Linked DNA regions of Ovis aries: region 2 is linked to region 1. Evidence: chromatin contacts called from public Hi-C data. All regions are on one chromosome and are shown on one strand. The core of a region is the stretch at or near the end of the contact, and the rest is flanking DNA. Distances in the headings are between cores, read along the strand shown. Region 1 holds the start of ZNF608 (zinc finger protein 608). Region 2 overlaps ZNF608 (zinc finger protein 608).

What was found. A called contact is a pair of places that touch in the nucleus more often than the background predicts.
Region 2: a Hi-C map of liver shows a contact between it and region 1, with 3 times the contacts expected there. The contact joins the enhancer-like site here to the promoter of ZNF608 in region 1. A contact is called at or near these places in 3 of 16 Hi-C or Micro-C datasets (hypothalamus and liver).

Annotation. Positions count from the first base shown.
Region 1 is chr5:26,709,532-26,713,507 of ARS-UI_Ramb_v3.0, forward strand. ZNF608 (zinc finger protein 608) reads left to right here and starts at 1,474. Exons shown (of 9, transcript XM_027969981.3): 1 at 1,474-1,762. The coding sequence starts at 1,721.
Region 2 is chr5:26,752,231-26,756,703 of ARS-UI_Ramb_v3.0, forward strand. The region is part of intron 1 of ZNF608 (zinc finger protein 608); the gene reads left to right. Among named protein-coding and RNA genes, the nearest start is that of ZNF608, 43 kb to the left of the region's middle. Within about 2 kb of position 1,656, at least 7 of the 54 cell types and tissues checked have an H3K27ac peak or open chromatin away from gene starts, as enhancers often do. A contact at or near this core is called in liver, where this site is marked.

The sequences.
Region 1 (3,976 bases), core at 224-2,723:
TAGCTCTAATTCACATTATATGTCCAGTTTGACTCAGTTAAGACACATTCTTAAATTTTAACTGTCATGCAGAAATTACAATCCTAGTAGTGCTGGATCTTTAAAACTTAGGATCATGACGCTTTCAATTAAATTTGAAAAGTCACCCTTGACTTTAAAATTTCCATATTACAGCTCCTAAAAGTGACAGAAAATAACAATGAAAAATTAAAACTAAAAGTGCTTTAAAAGCTTGATATATATAAATACATTCGCTTAAGTATATTCAGCGTTATATACAATACTGAACTTGTTATTTCATATTAACCTCTTTTGTCCTGTGACCGCAGAGTTCCATTAACTTGGTTGTTGGCATTTGTCCTACAATACATTCTAAAATATTTTCGTATTCTCAGTGAATCGCATGGTGTTGCCTTCTGAGGACTTTGACACTGGCTCTCCCCAAGAGGGGGTTAAATATTTGGAGTAAGGGGAACTTTGACAATCCCTCGGCTCAAAAATGGCACAGGGACTGTTTAAAGGGGTTAATCTTCCTAGTATATTTATCTCCCACAAATCGATTTTTAAAAAAATGAGGCTGGCCCGAGGTGTTAATATGGTTGGCTGGGACCTTATTTATTTTTAATTTTTTTGGAGCTGCCTAGGACCAGGTGGGAAAGCTTTGTTACTATTCCAGGGAAGAACCATTCACGTAGTGGTGGTTAAATGGTTGCTAGTGTTCACACTTCATTGCTTGTGGACCAGAAGCCTGGGAACAAAAGGGTTACTTGTTTCCCCACCACTGTGTCTTCACCTCCAGATCGATTTTTCTTATTTAATCAGCGAGTAAAATGAGAGACACAGGGAAAGAAAAAAAAAAAAAAAATTGGAAGAAGGGCAAAGTGGTGGGGGAGGGTTGAAAGCCAGAAGCTGCAATACAGAAAATCAGTCTTGGGAGTTCGCGCTGCCGAGTCCTCGCAACACGGAAGGAAAGCCAGCAAAACGCTCGCAGTCATTTCCACACAGCCAGCCTCCCTTTTCTCCTCGCTAGGCGCTAGTGGCTCATTTGGCTTCCCTGTGCCACCGAGCGATCACATACATTATTTCCCCCAAGATAACACAATCAAACTTGTATTTACCGACATCCTCTCCTCGCAGCCTGTTTGAGATTTAATAAATAAGTGTTTTATGTGAATGATGTAGTAATTGAAACGGGCGTACCATTTTTTTTTTCTTCTTCATCTTACTGCAGGAGGTTTCTCAACCCCAATCTGGTTGGAAAATAAAACGCTTTGTCTCCACAACCACCCCCCACCGCACCCCCACCCGTTCTCTGTGTGTGTTTTATACGTGTGTATATCTCAACCCCCTACAGTAGCCAAGAGAAAGCAGCTAACCAATGAGAGAGCCTAGTTTCATAAAAGCTGCTCTCTGATTGGCCCGATGAGAAAGGGCAATGGGAACAAAGAAAAGTCCCTTTCAGGTATAGAGGCTGAGAGCTCCTTTTGCTCCACTCCCCCTGTGTGTGTGTGTTTCAGTCCTGATTTCAGTGTTGCAGAACAAGCTTGTGTGTGTGCACCAGGGGGATTTTTCTTTTCCTTTTTTTTTCTTTTAATTTTTGCTTTTATAAAAAAAATACACAGGACAGTCTGTGACATTTGATGGTCCATCTTCTTTAATAATAAATTTGTTGAAGAGATTATAATTTCCAAAATAAAGCGGCTGCAACCAAACACATTCAATGCAGTTAGAAGGAAAAGGTCAACTCGATCCAATACAGACCGTAAGTACGGTTGCGTGGTGTGTCTCTCTATAGCACTTAGCGGGGACTTCATGCAGGGGAATGTGCGAGTTTTATGCATTGAAATGAGGAACTAGTTACAGGGTTTGGCTTTTGCATTGAGAACAACAACCCAAGAAGGGTGAATTTTTATTCAGTGGAGGGTGAAGCATTTGTAACTTCTTCACACAAATTAAGCTTGACTGGGCACTCGGGGTAACTTAAGAGTAAATTACCTTTGGGGCTCTCACCCAAGGAGAATAAAGTGACACAGTTACAAATCCTGATCTGCAGTGTCCATTCTCTAGCGCACCTCACCTCTCCCTCTCCTGTCCTAGCAGGGCAGGACCCTCCTCAAAACCGAGCCAGGAAAATGGGAGCAAGGGCAGAATAAGCCGATTTCTGTCTCTTGTCACATCCAGTGCCCAATAATTTAATATTAAACAAGGGAATAGTCACCCACTACATGTAATGGTTATAATTACCATTTTCCACCTCCTTAAAAAAGCAAGCTGCGAAAACACCATTAAGGGGGAAAAAATGCCCCACCCAACCCAAACAAACCCACAAATAGTAACAATGGTGTGTTTATTACAGGACCTGGCTTGGAGCTAGTAAAATGTTTTTCTTTGTTTAAGACATGAGGGGGGGTTCCCTAAAATCCAAGTAGTGTGGAGGTGCCCTATCCCCTCGACTAGTCTTCTCCATCCCTGGCCACTTGGCAAAGCCGACAAATTGGAGATAAGTTGAGGAAAGGTTTATAAGGTGTTTCTTTAAAACATCTGCTTTGCTCTTGTGCTCATTACATTTCACTCCTTCCGAACTTCCGAGAGCCTAGATCTGCGAGAAATGTTTCACATTCATAACTTGTAGCTGCTCCCACTGCAAGGGCGGGGGTGGGGTGGGGGGGAGGCGGCGAGGCGAGGGGAGAAGAGTGTGTGCAGGGGGAGGGGAGAGACCTTCAGGTTTTTTTTTAAAGACCAGATCAGTATTTTCTTGATACGCTTGTCACCATTTTTGTTCTCACGACAACCAATTGAGCCCTTGATCCTCACGTGATGTGAAAGGCTTGCACTGTAACAAAATCGCTCCTTTTAGATGGTTGGTTGTTGCTAACTCGCCCATCCCCCTCTCCCAGCCCCGACATTTCCAGCAAAGCGACTCTCCACTTCCAATCCATCAACAATTCATTACTGCTTTTAGCTTCCAAACGCCAGCTAATTAAAAATACTAAGCCAAGCTCCGGGGCCATCTGACTAAACACAGGAGGTGGTGGGTGAGGGAGGAGGAGGAGAGAAAAATAAAAAGGAGGCGCACCGTTTGCTGCGACTATAAATGGGAAAAACTGTCCTGAAAAAGGTCGCCTTAAAAAAAATTTTTTTTTTTTACTCTAATTATCGAATTACCACATGACTGATTGGCTTGAGCGACAGCGGATTTTTCCCCCCCCCCTCGGGGACTATACTAGGAACTCGGTTCCTTTTTCTTAAAACAACATAAAACAGGAAAACATCACATCCTTTCAGGTTTCGAAGACTGAACCAATTTTAAACGCCGTTATTTTCCCCACCCCGCCGCCCGCCGCCCCGAGCGAATGCTGTTCTAACTGGTTTATCAGCTCACTGAATCATCTGCTCCCCTCCCCCTCCACACCTTTCTTTTTCTCCTCTGGTTCAGCTTCTCATCCCACCCTTTCCTCCTCCTCTTCCTCCTTCCCCTCGGTCCCTCTCTCTCCCCCACCCCTTTCCCCCCTCCTTTCCTCTTAAGTTAGTTCAAGAAATCAAATCTGTCAGGACGGGCGGAAAAATGCCACTTCCCGACTAACAGGCGGAATCCAGCCCAGATTTTCAGTCCTTTCTCCTTATTCTTTCTTCCCTTTCACTAATTTATCCCGATGTTAGCACATTCTGTCTTGTTACTAGCGGACGCCTGTAGGTTTGCTACATGGGATCATTACTTACTGATCACGGTGACTCTGAAGTCTGGAACTGAAGGCGGAATGAGAAGTTGGGAAAACTTTTTTCTCTAAGCGCTCTCTTTTTTAAAACTATTATTCTCGATGCTTGTTAAGAGGAAAAAAAACCCTTTGGTGCTTCTGTTGTGAATGTGAAACATTATCTTCCAGCTGTACAGTGACACATTTTTTTTAAGGAGAAAAGGACTGATCCGTTTGCCAAAGGGGGGGGTGGGGAGGTGGAATAATGTTATCGAGTGATT
Region 2 (4,473 bases), core at 406-2,905, 43 kb after region 1:
AACAGTATCAACAGCAAAACAATACCTGAGCTATGGTTTCTGTGAGGTTTTGTAGTTGAGGTTTCTGAAGGAATTGCGGTATTTGCTTGGGCACACCAAGATGCACCATCCTGATCTACGAGTTGAGAAAATAATCAGATGCGTGGCTTCTAACATGCAGAAAAGGGTCAGAAATTACCTGGGGAGGTAGGTTTCTTTCTACCTCGTGTTCTCTTTTACATTGAGAAGAGTTTCTTTTGCTGTTTGATCAATGTGGGTTCAAATTCTGGCTCAGCCACTGACCCTAAGTGACCTTTTCAGCTTAAGTTCCTTATTCCTCATCTGTTAAGTACGTTCAGTTACAACCTGGTGAAGACTGAATGAGAGCATGCACAGTATCATCCCTCCTGTGTAATAAGTGTTAAACAGTAGTGACTGATAGTGTTACTAGTTTTACAAGAAAGCCCACAGACTTTGAAGTCAGAGAGGTTTGGCGTGGAATTTCAGCTCTCTGGGTAAGTAGCTCATTCGCTGAGGTCTTCAGTTTCTGTTTCTATAAAATGGGGATGTTATGACTGTCAGAGAATATAGAAAACATCTGGGGCCTGGTGTACAGTAGGCCCTTAGAAGGAGTTTGCCCCTGTTGTTTGGCAGCAAGCTGTAATGCGTACTTTGCCCTGATCACGGTTTCTAGAAGGAAAAGCCTGCGCTACATGTAGGAAAGACAGAATTAGGAAGACTGAAATGCAGTTGTTCCAATTTTGTCCGACAAGGATGAAAATTCACCCTTGACGAATCATTTTGGGGAAAAGATCGGTGCTTAAGGAAACCATTTTTTAAGCTTCCCTTGCTTTACTAATGAAGCAACGATGTCTGGCAGAAAGGATAGTTAAAATGCAAAGTGATGGACTGCGCCAGTGGTCACCTTTAAAGAGCTGTGATTTCCCTTACATGGAGTGCCGTCTCTGTCTAATGCTTTTTAAATTAAAGAGGTGACTGTGGGCAATCTCATAAAACAGCCAAATACCAGGATATGGAGAAAACGTGAGCATTAAGCATTCGTGCCCTGGTGTGCTCACAGAATGTAAAAATATTGACTCTGAACAAAATAAAACACCATTCCCTCTCTGGTTGTTGGCGACCTGAGAATCCCAGGATTGAGGGGTTAAGAGCAAGATGAGCATGGAGATTTGTAGCAACAGATGGAAGAAACCCAGGCAAGTTCCCCAGTAAGGTTCAGAACTGCCCCGGGGTACAGGAAGGAATCTTTCCTTGAGGCTTGCCTGTTTCCTGGTGGTGAGCTTCCCATCTTCCTGGCAGTGCTAGCCGTCCCCGCAGTAACGCCAACCTGACTGTCCCTTTGTCAGGTGAGCCCTGCCCAGCCGACCTTTCCTCACTTGTTGTCAGTTTCCAGGTCCTGGAAACCATCACCAGGGGCCACAGTCCGTGCCCGATGGTGCAAAGCTGCTGCCTGCCGCGCTCCAGCATTGGAGCCTTCCTTGCTCATCAGCACTCAGGAAGCTCTTGAAATAAGGTGAACAGAGAAAATACTGCCAGGACCTCTCTCTGCAGACTATTTTTGTCCCCTGGTCGTCTGATTACTCACCCTGTGTGCCGCTATCTGTGTAAATAACCTTTCCTTCCCCGCCTCTCTCTCCGACTCCCATGCTCTTAGGCTCTCTCTCGAGTAATAAATAGCCAGGCTACCGCTCAGTGTGCACCAACACCTGGGAATAATCATGCAGAAATAACAGTGAGAGACTGCCGCGCGTCTGTTCTTGACATTAACTTTCCTCAGTTTGACAGGCTGCCACCACCAGCTGTTAGACTTATGGGTCTTTTTTTTCTTCCACTGGAGATGGCTGCTTTCCTCTTTCAGGCTCTAGTAGATTACATCAGTGTCCCGTCAGGATAATAGAAAAGAGCTTTGACAAAGGAACCTTCGCTAAAACCGGCCAGTTCTCCCTCTTGCTGTTTTATTCCAGTTACTGGTATCATTTGACTAATAATTCCCCACTGATTTTTAAATGGAAGATGGTAGGAATACTCTTTTAGGGAATGTCCCTCCCGAAAGGTGCTTATAACTGCTACTCTTTGTAGCAAATCCTAGCATTTGGCTTTTAAAGGGCTAAGCCACCTAGCATTTTCTTTTTCAGTTCAGGTCTCAGGTATGTTTGTGATAATAAGAATCATATTGGCGATGGCAGGAGCATTTATTTATTGAGGGCTCTTCCGTACCACGTGCCCTGGGCTAACGTCGTTTTGCGTGATCTTGGGTGGTGGTAGTCACCTTAGTAGTCAGGTCTTGTTTCTGTTTTACAGATGAAGCTGCTTAGTCCCAGAAAGATCAGGCAGCTTGCCCAGGCTTCTGTTGCTAAAGGTTGACATGGACTCCAGCTACAGAGGCTGGTCTCTGCCCCGCACTGCCTTCTTCGTGCTGGTTTTCACACTCAGGTCACCCTGGGTAGCCCCTTACGTGAAGTGCTGCAGCGACGCTTGCCCTTTTGCTGTATTTGTGTGGCCATTTGACTATTGCTGCAGTCTTGCCCACTCTTTTGCTAGTGGCACCTGGCACACAGCAGGTATGTTAGTAATTATTTATTGGGTGGACATGCGATCAATTTGAGGTGAATAAAAGGAAACTTTGAGGGGAGCATAGCACAGAAAAAAAGAGGTCCAGCAAGAGATGAGTGGAAGGAGATTCTGCAGAAGTGAAGGACTCATCAGGGCCTGCTGTAAAACGGGGCTGGATTAAGCCAGTGGACGACTGCCAGATGCCAGTGTATGAAAGGAGCAGTATTTCCTCAGGCTGAGCTTCTCAGGGTTAAGCCCTTTTTCTCATACTTTTAAAATACTTTAACCGCACTTAACCATGCATTTGGAGAGGATTATAGATTTATGTTAAACATAGTAGGATATAAAAAGGAGCTTTGTAAGAGTGCATGCAGGGTTAGAGAACTGTAATATCAGACCAGGGACTTTTTTTTTTTTTTCTTTTCCTAAGCCGTTGTTTACTGAGCTAAGTGCTATGCCAAGCTTTCACTGGGCATGAGTTATCTCATTGAGTCTTCACTGCGACCCCGTGCAGATAATCATCATTCTTACTCCCATGTCTTAGATCCAGACACTGAACCTTAGAATAGCCAGGTCATTTGCTCAGAATCCCTCGCAAGCAAGTACTTCCAGGGTCAGGATTTGAACCAGGACAACCTGAGGTTTGTCACTACCCAAGTCCAAGTGTACATTGCCTCCTCTCCAGATACTCTTGTAGGAACTGTTGCTGCTCTTAAAGAGCCTCACTGGGTGAAGAAATTGTGTTTCAGTGTAGGAGTGAATGACCTGAGAAATGAGGGGACAGTGGAAGTTGACCTTTTGTATAAGGCAAAAACAACTTTCAAAACCCTGCCTTGTGTGTAGCGTCACATGGCTGTGTATTAAGCACCATGAAATACACGAGAACCGATTTCTTTTTTGGAGAACACGTCACACTCTGGGTGTTTACTAGCACAAAGAAATGACCAAACTCCCCCATCCCTCTTCTCCCTCCCAGTGTATGCTGAGCTCCTTTATAAAGGTCGTTCTTAGAGGATGCTGCTCTTCTGTGTTCACCTGGGCTGCCACTAAAGATAAATTATTGCCTTTGCACAGATACGGGCCCTGGCTTTCTCTAGAATGAGTAAACTGGGTTAGATGACCTCCTAGCTAGAACATTCTGTGGTTGTCTCAAAAAGCTGGAAATGCAAACTCAGCGGCTTATGCCTGGGCAGGTCACTGCAGGCTGAGGGAAGCTCAGCAGTGTCAGTTGATGCCACGAATAATGTGGGCCCAGCATAGCACATGATCCAGTTATTATGTTACGAGAGAGTGGAAATTCAGACTTTTTCCTGATTTTTTGCGTTGGCAAAAAAAAAAAAAAATTTTTTTTAAACTGGCATACCTGCCAACTAAAACTGCTTTGAGAGTTTGGCTGTAATTCCTCACCCCTTTTCCAGTTGGTAAGCTCTGGGAGAGGACGGCCCTCGGTATCCCTCATGGATGGTCTTTGTTTCCCACTCCAAATCCTGAAATCCCAAGGGAGAAAAGTTTGCTTTTCTACTCTCATAATGATAATCGAGACCTAAAGGAATGGGGATTTTGAGCTGCATTGAGGAAGCGAGTTCAGTGGAAAAACTTAAGAGAAATTCACTTGTCTAAGTCAAAGAGCTTAACCTATAAAACCATATAACCTGTTGAGTTTTCCTATCAAGTTTAAGTGTTTTAGACTTATTACATTGGGGAACTATTTATGATTATTGTTCATATTTATAGTCAAACTTCTCTGAATCTTAGCTTTCTCATTTTAAAACAAGTGTGCACAGGGCTCCAGGGTCCCTTCTATATATATCATCAGCTGAACTCTTTTCATTGCTTTTGAATTGTGTTAATGGAAATAAACACAGTTAACTTGCCAGTAGGCCTAGGAGACCATGGCCTCTCCCATCAAGCCATCTAGAT